Linked DNA regions of Sus scrofa: region 1 is linked to region 2. Evidence: chromatin contacts called from public HiChIP or PLAC-seq data. All regions are on one chromosome and are shown on one strand. Each heading gives the region's core, a stretch centred on a gene start, on an enhancer-like site or on the middle of the called end of the contact. The rest is flanking DNA. Distances are from core to core; before and after follow the strand shown.

What was found. HiChIP or PLAC-seq counts read pairs in DNA pulled down with a chosen protein or histone mark.
Region 1: a contact with region 2 is called in an H3K27ac HiChIP or PLAC-seq map of alveolar macrophages. The contact joins two enhancer-like sites. A contact is called at or near these places in 5 of 47 Hi-C or Micro-C datasets (embryonic fibroblasts, fetal heart ventricle, mesenchymal stem cells and 1 more) and 2 of 2 datasets of contacts at active chromatin or transcription factors (alveolar macrophages and skeletal muscle).

The regions. Positions count from the first base shown.
Region 1 is chr7:31,652,107-31,656,732 of Sscrofa11.1, forward strand. It overlaps SRPK1 (SRSF protein kinase 1), which reads right to left. Exons shown (of 16, transcript NM_001144113.1): 14 at 2,522-2,591. Among named protein-coding and RNA genes, the nearest start is that of LHFPL5, 30 kb to the left of the region's middle. Within about 2 kb of position 1,590, at least 2 of the 83 cell types and tissues checked have an H3K27ac peak or open chromatin away from gene starts, as enhancers often do. A contact at or near this core is called in alveolar macrophages, where this site is marked.
Region 2 is chr7:31,451,284-31,455,321 of Sscrofa11.1, forward strand. It overlaps FKBP5 (FK506 binding protein 5), which reads right to left. Exons shown (of 12, transcript NM_001315611.1): 9 at 3,886-3,969. Among named protein-coding and RNA genes, the nearest start is that of TULP1, 73 kb to the left of the region's middle. Within about 2 kb of position 1,523, at least 10 of the 83 cell types and tissues checked have an H3K27ac peak or open chromatin away from gene starts, as enhancers often do. A contact at or near this core is called in alveolar macrophages, where this site is marked.

The sequences.
Region 1 (4,626 bases), core at 340-2,839, 200 kb after region 2:
TCCAACAAACTATCTATGACTTATCAATTAGTAACAGGATTAATACACCTGCCAAGTAAAATTATCAAGTATTATTCCAAGCTTCAGGGCTGTGGAATGTCAGTAATAACAGAGGACCTGCCACTTAGGCCCCAGTCCTACCATGACTTGTAACACACTATGCATACACAAGCCAGGGGATAAGGGTTTGTTTTTTCCTGCACTTATGGGTGACATAATAGTAGTCTGAGGTTTTATCTAAAGAGTACTAGTACTGACTGGCATAGGAGGGAATACATTAGGATCTAAATATCTAGGGTAGATGGTTCTCCCTTGTCCCTTACTTGGGACTTTTCATATACACTGCAATTTTCAGGTTTGGTAGCATAAGATCCTACATAATATAATTCTAGCCACTGAGTCCTGTACAACACACTATTCATAGAGTCTTGGGAAAAGAAGAGAAAAAAATTAATCACCCTTGCAAACAGATATAGTAGGGCATTTTCTAAAACAATATTTAAGTCTATAGGCCCAAACTTGTAATACAGGAAAAAGCCAAGCATATAGCAGGGAAAATCAAGTGGGTGACAGGTGGTAATTCAATTATAGTATGTTCTTGAAAGAGGCTTAAGTACAGAAAAACATCCAAACCATACCTACTAAAACAGGCATTTTGCTACAGGACTTAGTTATCAGAACATTTTCCAAACACTACTATTATCAGGAATATCAGCAGGCCTTACTAACATTGCCTATTAACATCCTGGGGGACCAGTTTGAGAAACAGCATTGTTGGTTCTATGGAGCACAAAACCTGATATCCCAAAGAATCAAGTAAAGTACAGAGAGGAAAAGACATTTTTTCCACATTGGGAGAGTACATTGTTAGTGCTCTTTTTTTTTTTTTTTTTTTTTTTTTTTTTTTTTTTGTCTTTTTGCCTTTTCTAGGGCTGCTCCTGAGGCATATGGAGGTTCCCAGGCTAGGGGTAGAATGGGAGCTGTAGTCGCCGGCTTACACCACAGCCACAGCAACACAGGATGCCAGCCACATCTGCAACCTACACCACAGCTCATGGCAGTGCCAGATCCTCAACCCACTGAGCAAGGCCAGGGATCAAACCCGTAACCTCATGGTTCCTAGTCGGATTTGTTAACCACTGAGCCACGACGAGAACTCCATTGCTAGTGCTCTTAAAGTAATTCCCATTAATCCTGAAAATAGCACTGAAACTGCATAAAAAAGAAGGCAAAATGTTTCTTTAATAATTTTTTTTCATTCACATTATTATCTCTTCTAAGTTACTTGGATGCCACCATGATTAAAAACAAAAAACAACAACAAAAAACCCCCCAAAGCTCATCATCTCACAGATGCGCACAGTTTTTTTGGGCTGTGCTGGTGGTTTGCAGGCCAGGGATTGAACTCACATCACAGCAGTGACCTGAGCCACTGCAGTGACAACGCCAGATCCTTAACCTGCTGTACCACAAGGGAATTCCCTCATTACACATTTAATTGTCTGCTTTCACAATCTCTCAGATACAGTAACTGACAGACTGGGTTTTCCCACTGGCTATTGCAAAATGTAAATGAGTAATATTTTGTTTTATGGAGTTCCCGCTGTAGCGCAATGGAATTAGTGGAGCCCTGGGATGCAGATTCAACCCCCGGCCTGGCACAGTGGGTTAAGGATCCAGCGTTGCTGCAGCTACAGCATAGGTCACAACTGTGGCTTGGATCTGATTCCTGGCCCAGGATCTCCATATGCCATTGGGTGGCGAAAAAAGAAAAAAAAATTTTTTGTTTTAAAATGGAATTCTAAGGGAGTTCCCATCGTGGTGCAGTGGTTAACGAATCCGACTGGGAACCATGAGGTTTCGGGTTCGATCCCTGGCCTTGCTCAGTGGGTTAAGGATCTGGCGCTGCCATGAGTTGTGGTGTAGTTTGCAGATGTGGCTTGGCTCCTACGTTGCTGTGGCTGTGGTGTAGGCCAGCGGCTACAGCTCCGATTGGACCCCTCCGATTGGACCCCTAGCCTGGGAACCTCTATATGCCGCAGGAGTGGCCCTGGAAATAGCAAAAAAAGACAAAAAAATAAATAAAATGGAATTCTAAGTGTTAGTACTATTTAAAAAGAAAAAAAACATGGCTTTAATTTTCAAAAGGAGAAAAAAAGAATGCTAAATACTGTAGAATTTATGTAGACAAATAGGATATATATAGTCTCTGCATTCAAGTAGTGTGTGTGCATGTTAAAATTACTGACTTCCAAATAAAGTTGGAAGTATAACTGAGCAACAAGCTAATCAACAGGTGGGTCCAAACTAAGCAAAAAAAATCTATCACTGATTTACAGAGGAAGGACGCTAACTAGATATTTTAGAAGAAATCTAGCAAATACAAGTTCAAGTTTGATCAACTGTGGTCTTTTCTCTAATCTTCATATAGAATTCTTTAATATCTACTATAAAATATCTAGTCTGCCTAATACTTAATATAAAACACCATGCACAGACCTATTTGGTTAAGGGGACTTACCTTCATCTCGAGTGTACTCTTCCCCTGAATGAGGTTCAAATAAATAGTCGCCTGTGGCCAGTTCAAAGGCCTAAGAAAAAGAAGAAAGTTTATGATAGTGTTAAAAAAAGGCCTTTGGGAAGTTTAAAGCTATTTGGTTCAATATTAACTAATTTTTTCCTCTTGGAAAAACCCACAAAAAATCATATAAAAAATCACCTAAGATTACTCCTAAAGAGCTTTCCTTCCATACCAGTACCGCAATAAAATGGAATTAGGAAAATTTCAAAAACTCAGTTAATATCAATATGCGGATTATTCAAAGCTCCCTACACCCTAATCTCTCGATGAGTGATTCTGCTTGAGTTTCTCTTTCTGCTCAGAGAGGGACAGATCTCAGGTGATTCTAAATTATCCATAAAATAAGCAGGTCTTATATTCTTATAATTTCACACAGTTAGATTTTGTACTCATAATAAAAACCAAAAAAATTGACATTTTTCTACCTATGACTCTTCAGTGTTTGTCATTTGTACATTAAAAAATTTTTGCTACACTGTCCTAGATAGAGAGTCTCCAATTTCTAGGTCTACAGAAAATCAGAAAAAGGTTAACTGTACATGGAGAGAGGAACTACTCATATTGACAGCAGGTTTGTATTCAGCAACCAGGAAAAGAAAGGCCTGAATCTCCTAAAACAAGAAAACCTCTTGTAAATAGTGTTTCAGAGAGTATGAAAAAGGGATTTCCTTACCAATAAATGTCAATCAGTATAGCACAGCATTTGATTGGTGGGGCTACATTAATTTTTCACTGATTAAAAATAGAAGAAGTAATTTAACAGCAGTTTTAAAAAGAACCTCATTGATATACTAGCCATGGGTCAATTTTGGTTAATGCAATGGTACCAAGTAGCCCAGACAATCTGAGTAACTCTGGGTTGGACTGAGTTGGGGTACATTCTCAATTTAGACCCAGGTCTAGGTCTTGGTGGCTTGTCAATGTTACAACAGAACAATCTTTCTCAAAAATGTATCACGTGGGCTATACTACCATCCAGAGCAAGGCCAGAGAAGTGAAATTTCAGGATTGCCTGTTTTACAGGCCAGAGCAGTTCATCATGAAACTGAACCACACCGATAGAGCAGATACCTATTTTACCCTCTAATTGTCCTGAGGTTTAAGGTCCCAAAGCAGAACAGAAATAATCTGTGATCTTATTCATCAAATCTGAAACCAGTACTTTAATTTTTCAGTATCATAGTGGAGATTCAGTGAAGATATTAAAGTTTAAAAAGATATACAAAATTTTCTAAAATTTTATAAATAAGGTAACAGAAAAAACAACAACAACAAAAAAAACAAAAACCAAAAACCCAAACCAAACCAAATGATCACAACATCAGAACTGAAAACTAGTAGCAGCAACTCTAGGTTACAAAATGCCTAGGATGAGAAAAACTGACCTAAAGGAAAGGCAAAACCCACCCTAGAATCCAGGGCTCCTGATGCCCACTCCCCTGCTTGTCTCACTGATGTTAGCCAGGGTCACGCTAACAGACACAGACCAAATCTGTTAGTTATTAGATCCACTGTGCTGGTACCTCGGATAATGGAATGTTATTCAGTGCTAAAAAGGAATGAGCTATGAAGTCATGAAAAGACATGAAAGATCCTTAAATGAGTATTACAAAGTGAAAAAAGCTAACCTGAATCATACAGTACGATTCCAACTATATGACGTTCTGGAAAAGTCAAAACTATGGAGACAATAAAAAGATCAGTGGTGGCCAGGGGTTGGGGGGATGGATGAAGAGGCAGAGCACAGAGGACTACAGTGAAACCATGCTATATGACAGTACAATGGCAGCTACATGTCTTACACATTTGTCAAAATCCACAGAACATTTGAAGAATTGGAAAACATATACTCTATTAATTCTTAATATTCTTCTCAGAACATTCCCTTCTTATACCGCCTTTCTAACTTCGTAGTTTCAATCAATAATGTGGTAGGCCATCTCACAACTTGCCTTTTTTTTGTTGTTTTTTCTTCTTTTTTAGGGCCGCACCTGTGGCATATGGAGGTTCCCAGGCTAGGGGTCCAATCAGAGCTGTGGCTGCCA
Region 2 (4,038 bases), core at 273-2,772:
AGTTTTTCAGTCACTGGGAGCAAAATGGAGGTGCGGGTGGAAATGAGAAAGGGGTCATTCCACTCAGGTCAGGCACTTCCCTGTTATGTCTTGCTTCCTCTTTCCCTCTCCTCCATCTTCCACGTACCAATTTCCTTTCTGATTATCTAATATATTGTCACAGGGAAAGAAAAGAAGTGCCAGGGAGGATAAGGCCCCAGGTGTTAAAACTTCAGTAGGTTCTGATATCAGAATGGTAGAATGCTATGGTTTCTTACAAAAACTCCCAAAGTAAGAAGACTTCATAATACACAAATGTTCCTTTACATTTATAAAGCATTTTTTAAAAGAGCCACACCTGTGGCATATGGATGTTCCCAGGCTAGGGGTCAAACTGCAGCTGCAGCTGCCAGTCTATGCCACAGCCACAGCAATCAGGACCTGGCCTTGTCTGCAACCTACATCACAGCTCACCGCAACACTGAGAGCAACCCACTGAGCAAGGCCAGGGATTGAACCCGTATCCTCACGGATACTAGTCAGGTTTGTTAATGCTGTCACGACAGGAACTCCCTCTAGAGCATTTTAATGCTCTTTCATGTATGGCATACATAATTTTATTTATATCTCAATGTCTAAAGCAAAAGTTTTTGTGCTATTTCTGCTTCTGACATACTAAAGACAGGAGTTCTCAACCAGGGTGACTTTGCCCCCCAGGGACATTAGGCAGTGCTCAGAGATGTTTTTAGCTGTCACAAGTGGAGAGGGTGTGTGGGTTTCTGGCATCCAGTGGTCAGGGCCAGGAATCTGCTAGGTATCCTACACCACACAGGACAGCCTCCCAGCAAACAGAAGTATACAGCCCCAAATGTTAGTTGTGCTCAGGCCGAGAAATCCTGCCCTAAAAGAATGAAGGAAAGAGGAAAGGGGGGAGATTGAGGGTTTTTCTTTAACCTAAAATCCTCACATCATGGATGACTTGTCTCTACATCATAGCACTGGTTTCTGGGTTTGGCAGTGATTGTTCAAAACATAGCAAAGCCTGGTTTGTCTACAAAGGGTTCTGTGGGTTGCAAGATACGGAACTTGCTTGCTTTAGAAATGCTTCTCCCCAAGGAGCACAAGGGGGCGTAAGAGCCCCATAGCACCAAGGTGTCCTCAGCCTTCTGACCACTGCCTCCAAGTCGGAAAAGAGAAACACTGCCCAGGTGTGAGAATTAATGCTCTCGGCCTGGAAGAACACTGCCTGCCTGACCTGCACAGTCCCGGCAGGACGTCATTGCTATTAAATGTGCTTGATAGTTATTTTCAGAGTGAAAGGAAGAGAGTCCTTGCCTACCTTTCTTCTCTTTAGTGTTCAGAGGTTGATGGGAGTTTCTAAACACCAAAATCATTCCCATTTAAAAGCTTATTACAGTTCTACCCCACTAAGGGGAGAGATTTACCCACTTAGGTGTAAACCAAACTGACAGGTAATGAAGGTGGAGCTCCAGCGTGCGACGGCCGTGAGATGTGCCCCAGTTCTGTGCTCACAGAGAGCCGGACTCTGCGTGTGCACACTGCGCCCTGTGCAACACCCTGCAGAGCCCAGGCCCGGGAAGGCAGTGTAGCAGATAGAAACCTTCTGAAAAGGGAATGGGTATGGGAACCTATCTACCAACCATTTCTGAAGATGGGATCTTTTACCTATCATTATGAAGGTGCCTCCAGGGAAGTTTTGAGTAGTACAAAATGTTCAGAGACATTCTGGGAGAAAAATCTTAGGTCAGTGGTTTTGAACCTTTCATTAATTTTCCCCCAATAGACTAATGTTTTGGAAGATGTTGTCTATCAAATTGCATGTTAAAAATAATATGTTCCATATGTGTGACTGCTGATCCAGATTTTATCCGAAGATCAGTCATTGTAAGAGGGTTCATATTATGAAATACACAAATCACTACTGCAGCTGTGATGCTAAGAAGCAACAAAGTTAAGTAATTGTATAGCAACTTGAGCCCTTCTTTTTGCTGCTAATCACCAATTCCGGCCATCTCTCTGTATCTATTCAGGATAGCTTTAGGTCATGGCTTTGCAACATTATTTCATTATCATTAGTGTTCCCCAAAGTTCAGAGTTATCAGCAACCAATCAGAGCTTCTAAACAGCTAAATTGTTTCATTAGACCAAGTTGATTTAATTCTAGTCAAATTCCAAAAGCCTCAATCCCCCACCTCCAAGTGTTAATATTCTATTTAGCAATTTTGGGAAATGTAAAAAAAATATTTAAAGACTACATATAGTTCATATTGTCTTAAGGGATTTTACAGAAAATTTTATTCTAGTGTATTATATATTTGGGTCTACAAACAGCTCATTTGGAATCCTGAGCAGTTATAGCAACCAAGTTAAGTAGAATTTAAAGAAAATCAAACGTGTTCTCAAATGCACACTGGTGGTATAATGGTGAGCATGGCTGCCTTCCAAGCTTGCTCTCTAGAATTTAGAAATGCACAGAATTTTAGAGCTGGAAAGAAACCTGGGAATCATATAATTTAATTTCCTCACTTTTTACATGAAAAAAAATAACCTCTTTGGATCTCTACTGACTTTAAGTCATTTGTGGCCATAGAGTCCAGTTTTCCCAATTCAGAGCTCATCCCACCCTATCTCAATGCTTTCTGGTGATGCAAACATTATCTTAGTACATACAATAGTTCTACATAAATAATTATATATTATTTATACCCACAGTAAGAAATGTTTTAAATTATGATCTAGTATCCACTCAACACACAACTGAACAAAAGTTTTATGAAACAAAATTTGTCCTAACTACATAATGTAATACACTTCCACTAAGTTGACTTCATGACCCAACAATGGGGCTCCTCTCACAGTTGAGAAAACAATGGTATCGATGATACAGGCTTATATAATTCTCTGGTTGTTTCATGTTGGGTAACGCTGCCTCCCCTCCCTCCAGACGAGGCTGTCAACGCAAGGATATGTCTTATAGCAGCTTCTCCATAAACACTTGCTGAAGTACAATAATGCTTTGGACCATCGAAAACATCATCTAAATTTTTTTGGTTCATGGATTGTAGTGGCAAGACAAAAAAAAAAAAAAAAGAACCCTGGACAAAACTCCCAATCTCTCTCTCTCTCCTGCACCAAGCCCTTGGTGCTCGAGGAGGAGAAGGTATGTATTTGGGGAAGGAACAACGGGTAGAGCACTCTGATTAGAGAAGAACAAGGTGCTATTTTTCTTTTCTTTCAAAAAAATCTCAGGGTTTAAAATCTAAGTGAGGAAATAACACATTCCTGGATTAGAAGAAAAGTTTTTCAAGAATCAATACATGACAAATATCATTCAGGAATTTCTGAAGATTCCTCACAAAAGCGAGTGTGGCAGGGATCCCCTTGGCTGTTAGAAGCAATTAATACTCTCCTCTTGTCAGGTCTCTCTGAAACCTGCGCACAATCTCTTTTCTTTCATCCTGTGCCTAAGTGACTTCTCCAACACAGTAGAAAGGAAAATGATATGAAATTTACCCCTTTGAATTCTTTTACTTGCTAACAATTATTCTATTCAGTCTTTGTTTCGTTCCCACTATGTACCAAGCCAGATGCCCTAGGCCCTGAGTGACACAGTGGTGGGGGCGGGGGTGGCCAGCCAGACCTGGTCTGCCCTTACGGAGGGTTACAATCGAGAGCAGAATGTGTAAGAGGCATCTGTATTCTTTTTGTCATATTAATTCATTCTGTCTCACCATTTCTTATACTAAAAATGACAGACTTATAAACGTTCAGGCTTATTCTTATCCAGGAGGGTGTTGGCAGGATGCAGAATAGGGAACATCAGCACAATTCACTGGTACTTGAGCAAATTCGTAGAGGGAAAGGACCGTGCTGAGACTCACACACCTTGAAGTACACAGTCCCCTTCTCTTTGACAATGGCAGCCTGCTCCAATTTTTCTTTGGTGTCCATCTCCCAGGATTCTTTGGCCTGTTGTATAAATTTGTGACAATGGTTAGATGCACAGAGGAAAAAGCTATCAGCTGATGTCCATAAGAA